Regions from separate parts of the Sus scrofa genome. Here region 1 is linked to region 2. The links are chromatin contacts, called in public Hi-C maps. All regions are on one chromosome and are shown on one strand. The core of a region is the stretch at or near the end of the contact, and the rest is flanking DNA. Distances in the headings are between cores, read along the strand shown. Region 1 holds the start of LMF1 (lipase maturation factor 1). Region 2 holds the start of GNPTG (N-acetylglucosamine-1-phosphotransferase subunit gamma).

Region 1 (5,099 bases), core at 2,541-5,040, 310 kb before region 2:
GGTTCCACGAAAGAAAAATGAGATCTGGTCTCCCCCGTTAAATCGTTTAAAAAAAGTGAATCTAAGGCAAGCAGTGCAGGAAATGTCCCACCTTACTTACAGGGAAAAATGAAAAGAGGACGGATTTAAATTTCGGAAGAGAAAAACCTATTCAGTTTTCACTTCTGTTACAGAAATGGCCAATAGAGGAGTTCCGTTGTGGCTCAGCGGTAACGAACCCAACTAGTATCTGTGAGGACAAGGGTTTGATCCCTGGCCCCACTCAGTGGGTTAAGGATCTGGCGTTGCCAAGAGCTGGGGTGTAGGCTGCAGATGAGGCTTGGATCCTGTGTGGCTGTGCCTGTGACACAGGCCAGCAGCCGCAGCTGCAGCTCTGGTTTGACCCCTAGCCTGGGAACTGCCATATGCCTAGGGTGCAGCCCTAAAAAGAAAAAAAGAAAAAAAAAAATGGCCAAGTAGAAAGTAGAAAAAAATTTCCAAAATATCACAGGATCTCAGAGCTAAACCAAACCAACAACCTCAGAAAGGCTCAGTCAGCCCCCGCCCCACTGGAGGAAAGAGTCACCCCCCCACAAAGCCCCCTACCCCACCGGCTCTAGGGAGGAAGGAGACAGGCCCAGGCATGAGACTCTAGCTGCTTCCTGACCTAGGAGAGGGGACCAAGGCCACCCAACCTGCATCATCAAGGAGGTCTGCAAAGATTTCCTTAAAAAAAAAAAAAAAATTGGGTTTTCTCTCCCCTTCGGATAAAGGGCTATAAACTAAATCAGAATCACCTCTGCGATGTCCCTGTCCACCGGGCGGTTCCATTGAATGTGGTGAAATTCTGGACCTGGGCACAATAAGCCCCAGTGCGTCCTCTCTGCAGGCGTGTGCTGCAGGGAGCGCAGAGAGAGCAGTGCTTGTGTCTTCAACAAACAGGGAGCACTTTAGAGACGCCTGCAAATCTAAGCAGCCCTGGAGGGGCCTGGAGGGAAGACGGAGAACTAACTGCACGAGAACTCTCAGAAGCGCTGAAAGCTCAGAACGACAAAAAAAGAAGCGGGAGTCCAGCACTCTTGTGGCTCCATTTGTCCTCACATTTTCCAAAGAAAAGCTAAGAGTTCAGCAAATGCGGGTGCGGGACTGCGGACGGGCCGCCAGGCTGGGCCTCCAGACCCAGGTGAGCCTTGTGACGGGGAGCGGGACGAGCTGCAGCTGTGGGAGCTTCGCCTCCGCCGCTGTGATGGCTGCTGTGACCGGCAGCGGGCAGATCCGCTCCACCAGCAGCAGGACCACCCGCCCGACGCTGCAGAGCCTCGGCTCCGAGGGGCGGCCTTCACGATGAACCGTGAACACAGGCCAAGCCTCTCAGAGCCCTCTGAGCGCTCCGGCAAAGGTGTGGAACCAGAGGGGGCCCGGGCCCTGATGGACGGCTGGTCGCTCAGAAGCACAGGGGATGCCAGGACCGAGGGGGGGGGGGTCTGCGCGGACGCCGGGCACTTGGCGTCAGAAGGAGCGCGTCCCCTCGAGCAGTGTCTGGACCGTCAGAGGATTCATCGGTGTGCGAAAAAACCCACGCGCGCGGTCGAGGTCAGAGGCATGTGAGCAGGAGAAATCAGAGTGTTTCCCTTCGGTCACCCGCCAGGGAGCAGGAGTCAGGCCGTATAAGACTCCTGGACGCCACCGAGCTCCGAAGAAGCACAGGCCCGGGCGACTTCTGTGCGACCGAGAAGGACACAGACAGTTCACCTTCTCCACGCTCTTTGCTAGAAAGCGGACTGGGTGCGCACGCTTTAAAGAGAGAACAACCCCCAAATAAGAAAGGAGATCCAAGGAATTAGGACTTCAATGACAGAGGACCAGAGGCCTCTCGGGTGGGCAGTCTGCGCCGTCAGTGTCACGGCCAGGGTGCCGATGGGGGGGGGGGGAACACAGTTGGAAAAGTATCCCGTGGTGACACGGAGTATTGATAAAGGCCGCAGAAAGGCAAGGAAATTTATGGAAGGGGAGCTGCTCCCAGGTGACAAAGGATGGAGGTATGAAAACCGTCCCTGGATGCAAGGAGCTCCCAGGGCGACACCAGACAGGCTCCTGGCTTAGGAACTGTTAGCTGTGCAGACGCCTGTTGTCCAGCCTGGCAGTCCCAGAGAACAAGTGTACCAACGTCAGGGAAAGGTGCCCAGAGCCCATGGCATTGTGGGATTTCCCCGGGAGTTAAGGGGCTCAGAGGGAGTCTGCGGTGAGACCCACAACTCTCCAGAAAGAGATCAAGGCAGGATGACTGCCTCCTTGCCCGGGTCATCTCAGCCAGAGACCCTCTCCGCCCGGAAGATGCGAAAAACTGGTTTCTTCGAGCGGCTGAACCCCACCCTACCGCCCCGCCACCCCCAATAGAGAGAAGCCAGGGGAAAAAACCCATCTGCCAGGGCAAATCATTCTGTACTCAGCACCAGGCTTAAAATATCTGCTCGCCCCGGTGGCTGGAAACGGTTCCCTTCTGAATTGAAGGGCGAATCCCTGTGGAGATCAAAGGCAGCCCCACTCCCTGGAAAGCCGAGCAGGGTTTTAAGCGGCGCTCTCTGCGAGCGGAGCCACCCACCGGGGTTTTTCCACTGTTACGGCGACGGTTTAAGGGACTATTAAAGTCTCGCAGATTAACTTTGCCTTGACTCCATCTTTCGCAAAATGACAGCTCAAACGTTTGGAATGATTATTCAATCCCGTGGAGACTAAAGCAATACCGGCAAGAACTATTTTTTATGGTAACTTAGAGCGCACGGGAGGCGGGGCTGAACCCCCCCATCCCTGCCCGCCGCCGCACGCGGCGGCCCTCGAAGGGCTCGCAGGACCCCCCGGCCCCACCCCGGGACCTGGCCCCGCGGAGCCCTCTCAGTGTTTGCTGAAGGCCGCTGTGCAAAGAGCTGCATGTCCCCCCCTTCTAACGCCGGCTCGAAGAGCTGCATGTCCACCCCTTCCAACGCGTCGGAAACGAAGCCGGCTCGCCGCGCCGGGGACCAGCGCCCTCTGGACCCTCCGGAAGGGGGACTTGCCCGCTGGCCCCAGATCACTCCTGCCGTGGACTGTCCCCCACCCCCACGGCCCCCGCAAGGCCACGTTCCTCTGAGAAGCCCGGCTGGGCTTCAGACGCCCTGCTCGGCTTCGGGCGTTTGCACCCGTCCGGGCGTGGGGACCAGGGCGGGCGTGTGTATTTCGCGCTGGGGGGCACCCGGGGGTCCAGCCTTGTGGTCGAGGAGACCCGGGAGGCAGGGGGGCCGGGGCTGGCCGCGAGGCTCTGCCCGGTCAAACCCGGCTAGCGCCCACCTCGCAGGTGAGTCCGCACCTGCTGCTCGTGCCTCAAAGCTGCCGAGCCGCGGGGAGGCCGCAGGCGCCGCAGACCGTGGAACTGCAGGCGGCAGAGCGGAGCCGCTGCCCCACGGACGCCCGGTCGGCGTGGGCGCCCCCGGTCCCGGCAGGGGGGAGGGGCGCGCGGCCGGGGCTCGGCGGGGAGCCCGCGGGGGGACGGCCTGTGGGGGCGGGGCGCGTGGAGGGGCACCATCGGGCAGGCCCCGCGGACTCACAGTAAACGAAAGCGAGGGCCTTCAGGAGCACGACCCTGGTGAGCCAGAAGGTGCCCGCGCGGAAGCGGGCCGGGCAGCTCATGGGGTCGCGCCCCGGCGGAGACGCGGGCTCCGGGCCCGCGGCCGCGGCCTTCCGCCGCCTCAGGGGATCCTCGGACGCCGCCATCGCCGGGCCCTCAGAACGCATGCGCGGGGGACGCCGCGCGCCGATCGCTCCGCCCCCGCCGAGAGGCCCCGCCCACAACTGGAGGTTCACGTGCGCCGCGGCCAGCCGCGCGCACGCTCGGGGGCGCTGCTGCTGCGGGGGTCGGGGGCTTCGCGCCTGAAAGACTGGCGGCGCCGCTGCGGGAGCCGGGTTGACCGCGTCGCTCCTTCACTCACTCGTTCATTGAATAAGCCGAGGTTGCAGAGGTCCCCAGTGCACGCCCCTACCCAGGAGCTCGCCCTCCTGGACTCTCACTCTAGGGAGGGCGGGAGGCACTGAATTCAGAGGCAGAAACGCAATGTGAAGGAGGCTCTTGGAAAGCATGTGTCTGACGATGTGATATGCATCCAGGGAGGCTGAGATGAGGGCAGCCAAGAACCCTGGAGGCTACCGTGCTCCCTCTGCATGCCCTGGCTGTGTGTGGAACTCACATTCGCGCAGAGGAAAGGCCGAGCAGGATTCACCACCCCAGGATTCCAGGCTGCCTCTGCCTGCATTGAGAAGGAGGAGTGGGTGGGCAGTTGCCTCGAAGGGGTCCCTTCCCAGCTCCCCACTTCTGCTATCTGAGGAGGATGCTGGGGTGGTGGCTCCACAGCTAGTGACAGACAGTTCAGGCAGCACCTGGGTCCTAATATTCAGACCCTTCAGCTCTCTTCCCCACCCCCACCCCCACCCCCGAAGTTTCTGCACAGGGCAACCAAGTCCCCTTAGCACTTCTCCTGGCTCTCGAGACTGGACCTCTAGCCAAGGGGGGAAAGTGGCTGGCTGAGGATTCAGAGGAGGGAAGCCCTTACTGACCAGTGAATCACCCAACAGAACCCCAGGAAGCCTCCAGCAACTCTACATTCTGAGGATACGGGACAGGTGTCATTCAGCGGGTGGAGTGCTAGGCAATCTTCAGAGGAAAGAAGAGGTGTGGGGAGTTCCTGTCGTGGCGCAGTGGAAAGAATCCGACTAGGAACCATGAGGTTGCAGGTTTGATACCTGGCCTCGCCCGGTGGGTTAAGGATCTGGCATGGCTGTGGCTGTGGTGGAGGCTGGCAGCTGTAGCTCCGATTCAACCCCTAGCCTGGGAATCTCCATATGCTGCTAGTGTGGCCCTAAAAAGCAAAAAAAAAAAAAAAAAAAAAAAAGAAAGAAAGAAAGAAAGAAAGAAAGAAAGAAAGAAAGGTGTGTGAGAGAGTAGGCATTAGCGCCTTCAGAGTTTGGGGTAAACTGTGGAGTACTTGGAAGGAAATGATTGCAGTAGGTGTGGATTTTTCCTTATTCATTTGTAAAAACTCTTAACGTGTTAAAGATCCTTTTCTTGTGTGTCTACTGTGAATTTTTGTCCT
Region 2 (4,963 bases), core at 306-2,805:
CTGGGCCACTGCAGGCTGCATACTTGTCCAGGAGCTCGCGGTTCAGATCTAGGAAGCCCTTGCCCCACTTGAACTTCCGCAGCAAAAGGACAGCAAGGTCTGAGAAGCCTGTCGGTGCCAGAAGCAGGAATTCCAAGGATGTGCACAGCCCTTCTCCCGTCACCCATGCTGCTGGCTCCTGCTGTCCTAGGAACTACAAGTCCCGCCCACACCATCCCATGGTCCAGACAGCCCATGCCCACTCACCAGCCTCTGCCTCTGTAGCCCACTAACTCCTTCTCCACAGGGAGGCTCATGGGCTGCCCATCTGGGCCTCCACATGGACCATAAATTCTCTGGGGACGAGTCGGGGTAACAAAGGGCTCCCAGGGCGGTGGTGAGACTTGCAGGCCAGCTGTTTGTTCTCCTGCTACCTTAACCCCACAGGGCAAGGACTTAAAGGCCCTGACACTCACCCAGGATGCAGAAGGTGGCAGCGAAGGCCTCCACACAGGACAGCCTGCAGGGCCGGCCATAGTTCACAGGGTTGGCGGCTACCAGGTGGGGTAGGAGCCGCAGGTGGCTCCCCCGCATCTTCCCAAACGGTGTCTCATTCAGTCTGGCCCAGGAGCAGTCGATGACAGCGACCCCAGACTGTGCTACCAACTGTCTGCCAGAAGCAGCATAGGGGTGAACGTGATTCTGGCCCCAGGTAAGGTATGTCCTTGGAGACTGGCCTCCCTGGCGACTCAGGGGCATCATTCCCTCACCCCAGACACCTCCAAAAACCTTCACGAGCCAGGCTTTTGAGGCAGTTAGGGGTAGGTGTTCCTTGAGAAAGCTCATTTATTTACTCAACAAACGGTTATTGAAGTGCGCTACATTTTGGGCTCTGCACTAAGCAATGAGGTAAGCCAAACAGATCAATAGGAATAGGTGAGCCTTGAAAGGAAGGATGCGCCACAGTCAGGGGCTTATTAAAACGAAGGAAACAAAACAACAAAACGAAGGAGTCCGGGGAGGCACCCTGCCCAATCCCTGCTCCCACACCCCCTCCTCTCGCGCCTACCTGTCTGCAGGAGACACGTACTGGGAGCCCACGGGGCTGAGTACGAGGCCGCCAAACCTTTGGCCCAGGCGCAGGCAACGCACCAGTCCCAGGCGGGCCAGCTTGCGGCCAGTGCAGCGCCGGGGGTCGCAGTGGCCTAGCTCCCACATGGCCAGCGCGCAAGGCAGCCGCGCCGGGCCCGGGCTGCCCTCGTCCTCGGCCGCCTCTGGCTCCACGGACGCTGCACGGGTCAGAGAAGCGGACATGGTCTCAGGCACTGCTCCACAGTCTGGCCCTGGGCTTCCGACCCTCTCCCGATCGCGCCGCACTCACCACGCAGCGCGGCGCCCACCTCCTCGGCGAAGGCCTCCAGGGAGCGGCCCGCGGGGCGTCGAGCGTGGCCGTCTTCGGCCCCCGGCCCGCGAGCTGCCCTCCGGCGGCCCATGGCGAGCAGCGGGGTCCTGGGCTCGCGGGCTCACAGCTCCGCGGGCAGCCGGGCCTCGCGCCTGCGCAAGAGCCGGGCGCCACTTCCGGTTCCGTGCTCACGTGACCCGGGCGCCCACGTGATCACGCGCGGCCGCGGTGCCATGGCTGCGAGGATGGCGGCTTTTGTGCTGCTGCTAGGGCTCGCGGAACGCGGTTAGTGTGTCCGGACTGCCTGCGCATCCCGCCGCTGCCTAGTACCCTGCTCCCCGGAGCCCTCTTCCCGTCCCCGCGTCCCTGCCCCGCGCTGCCCGCCCGCGTCCTCACCACCTGTTCTCTGCAGGGCCCGCGCGCTCAGGTGCCGCCAAGATGAAGGTGGTGGAGGAGCCCAACACGTTCGGGTGAGCGGCCTCTCGGCGTGCGGCGGGGCGGGGCGGGGCGGCCTAGACCCGGTTCTCCCTGACCCTCCTGCTTCCTCCAGCCTCAACAACCCGTTCATGCCCCAGACCAGTCGCCTCCAGCCCAAGAGGGATCCTTCGCCCGTGTCTGGTGAGTTCGGGGGCCCGGAGGGAGCAGGGAGCCGGCCTGGCTTCCCCACCAGGCGGGCGGCGTCAACTCTCGGGGGCCTGCTCCAGGGAAGCGGGAGAGGGAAGGGAAGCCTGGGATGAGGGGCCCTGAAGGCTAAGGCCTGGAGGCTCATGCACTCTGTCGGCCTTCTAAAACCATGTCAGGTGAGCGCCAACGTTCGAGAACGTTATTGTACCAAGTCGAGGAGTTACCCTAGACTTAACCCTTAATTTTTTTTTTTTAGAGGTGAAGTCTGTTAACAGTTTGGTGTTTGTTCTCCCAGACGTTTTTTATGCTTTTACATGCATAAGTTTACAAGTAAAAAAAAAAAGTGTAGTAATTTCTGATCGTTGCCTTCCCCTTTTGAGCGGTACATGTTTTCTCGTTTGCTATCCTCGCTTCACTGTGCGTCTTCCTGGTAGATGTGGGTCTTCACTCTTTGCTCTTGGTGCCCAGTGTTTCATAACTCGGCTCTGCATCCTTTTCTTGTCCAGCGGGGTGGTGTTTAGGGTTTTCGGCCGTTAGAAACAGTGCTGAGGAGCACATCCCCCCTGGGGGCTGCCTCTTTCTACACTCAGGTGAATGATCTCCTTAGGCCCATGGCAGAAGTGCAATTGGTAGGTCGTTAAATGATTAGTAAATACAGGAATCCAGGAGTTTCTTCTGTCATGCGGTGGGTTAAGAACCCGACTGCAACCTCTCAGGTCACCTTGTCGCCAGGTTCCATCCCTGGTGGAGCATGGTGGGTTAAAGGATCCCGGGTTGCCGCCGCTTCAGTGGAGGTCACAGCTGTGGCTCGGATTCACTCCCTGGCCCAGGAATTTCCAGGTGCTGTGGGTGCTGCCATTTAAAAAAAAAAGAAATCAACTGTAATAGAAAAAATAAAAATCACTATTTAAAAAAAGAAAAACCAAATCCAAATTTCTTTTGTTTTGGCTTTTTTTTTTTTTTTTGATTAGGGCCATATCTATGGCATATGGAGGTTCCCAGGCTAGTGGTCAAATTGGAGCTGTAGCCGCCAGCCTACGCCACAGCCACAGCCACGCCAGATCCGAGCCGAGTTTGCGACCTACACCATGGCTCACGGCAACGCTGGATCCTTAACTTTCTGAGTGAGACCAGGGATCGAACCAGAAACCTCACGGTTCCTAGTCAGATTCGTTTCTGCTGCGCCATGTACTCTTTTTTTTTTTTTTTTTTTCTTTTGGCTTTTTAGGGCAGCACCTGCGGCCTGTGGAAGTCCTCGGGCTAGGGATTGAATCGGAGCTGCAGCTGCTGGCCTACACCACAGCCACAGCAACGCGAGATCTGAGCCGATTCTGTGATCCTCACCACAGCTCATGGCAGTGCCGTATACCTAACCCACTGGGGGAGGCTCTGGGATTGAACCCTCATCCTCATGGATCCTAGTTGGTTCGTTACCCCTGACCCATAACGGGAACTCCAAGACTCCAAATACTCTTTTTTTTTTTTTTTTTTTTTGGAGCCGCACCCATGGCATATGGATGCCAGGCTAGGGGTCCAATTGGAGTTGTAGCCGCCAGCCTACACCACCACAGCAATGCAGTATCCAAGCTGTATCTGCAACCTACACCACAGCTCATGGCATTGAGAGATCCTTAACCCACTGCGCGAGGCCAGGGATCGACCCTGTATCCTCATGGATGCTGGTCAGATTCGTTAACTGCTGAGCCACGACAGGAACTCCTTTTTTTTAGTTATTATTATTCTTTTTTTTTGCAGGGTTGCCATTTTATTTTTTTATTTTTTTTAATTTTTTTTTAATTTTCCCACTGTACAGCAAGGGGGTCAGGTTATCCTTACATGTATACATTGCAATTACAGTTTTTTCCCCCACCAGGGTTGCCATTTTAAATGGGGGGGGGGTTTCAGGAAAAGATTAAATGAATTTAGCCTAGAAGCTGAAGTGGAAGGGGACGAAGGCATGTGGCTCTTAGCACTGGGCTTGGGGAAAGAGGGGTTCTGCAAAGCAGTGGCCAGATAAGGCCTTGAGCAAGGCACTGTGGGGGCCGGAGGGACTGGCCGCAGGGGCGCCGTGAGATCAGAGAGAACCGGCACAGTTGTGAGCGCCCAGTCTAAACAAACCTGGACTCGCTTTTACTCTGAAAAACATCTGATAGAAAAGCAAAGAAATGGGGAGAAAGGTGGTGCAGTGGGTTAAAGATCCAGCGTGCCTCTGTGGAGGCACCAGTTCAGTCCCCAGCCCAGTGCGGTGGGTTAAGGATTGGGTGTTGCTGCAGCTGTGGCATAGGTCACAGCCCCACCTCGGATTCAGTCCCTAGCCTGGGGACTTCTATAGGCTGTGGGTGCTCACTGCCCCCCCCCCCCGCCAGAAGGAAAAGCAGAGAGATGGGAGTTCCCTGGTGGCTCAGCAGGTTGAGGATCCAGCATTGTCACTGCTGTGTCTGGGCTTGGTCCCTGGCCTGGTGCTGCAGTGGGTTAAGGGATTTGGTGTTGCGACAGTTGTGGTGTAGGTTACAGCTGTGGTTGCAGGGATTCAATCCCTGGCCTAGGAATTTCCACATGCCCTGGCTGTGGCCATAAAAATAACAGTGAGAAGAGTGTTTCTTTGCCTTCTTTCTGTGTTTTGAACATCACTGGCTTAGATTTGAAGCCTGTTTTTATCGCGAGGTAGTTGACATGGGGTTTAGAAACCAGGAGCACGTCTCTGTCGTCTCCGCCCCCAAGACAAGGCCAAGAACATTCCCATCGCCCACAAGAGTGCAGTGTCCCCTTCTAACGCCCCCTCCCCCCAGCACTCTCTGGCTTCCATTGCTGTGTGTGTGTGTCTGTCTGCTTTTTTAGGGCTGCACCCGCAGCATATAGAAATTTCCAGGCAAGGGCTGGAATTGGAGCTGTAGACACCAGTGTACACCACAGCCACAGCCACTCAGGGTCCAAGCTGTGTCTCTGACCTACACCACC

The links. Hi-C and Micro-C count contacts between places; a contact is called where the count stands out from the background.
Region 1: a Hi-C map of liver shows a contact between it and region 2, with 4 times the contacts expected there. The contact joins the promoter of LMF1 here to the promoter of GNPTG in region 2. A contact is called at or near these places in 1 of 5 promoter capture datasets (liver) and 1 of 47 Hi-C or Micro-C datasets (liver).

What each region holds. Positions count from the first base shown.
Region 1 is chr3:40,839,933-40,845,031 of Sscrofa11.1, reverse strand. LMF1 (lipase maturation factor 1) reads right to left here and starts at 3,790. Exons shown (of 11, transcript XM_021086874.1): 1 at 3,561-3,790. The coding sequence starts at 3,747.
Region 2 is chr3:40,530,809-40,535,771 of Sscrofa11.1, reverse strand. It overlaps GNPTG (N-acetylglucosamine-1-phosphotransferase subunit gamma), which reads left to right and starts at 1,555. Exons shown (of 10, transcript XM_021086862.1): 1 at 1,555-1,666; 2 at 1,794-1,851; 3 at 1,932-1,999. The coding sequence starts at 1,615. TSR3 (ribosome biogenesis protein TSR3 homolog) reads right to left here and starts at 1,550. Exons shown (of 7, transcript XM_005655151.3): 1 at 1,361-1,550; 2 at 1,049-1,268; 3 at 456-649; 4 at 1-108. The coding sequence starts at 1,472.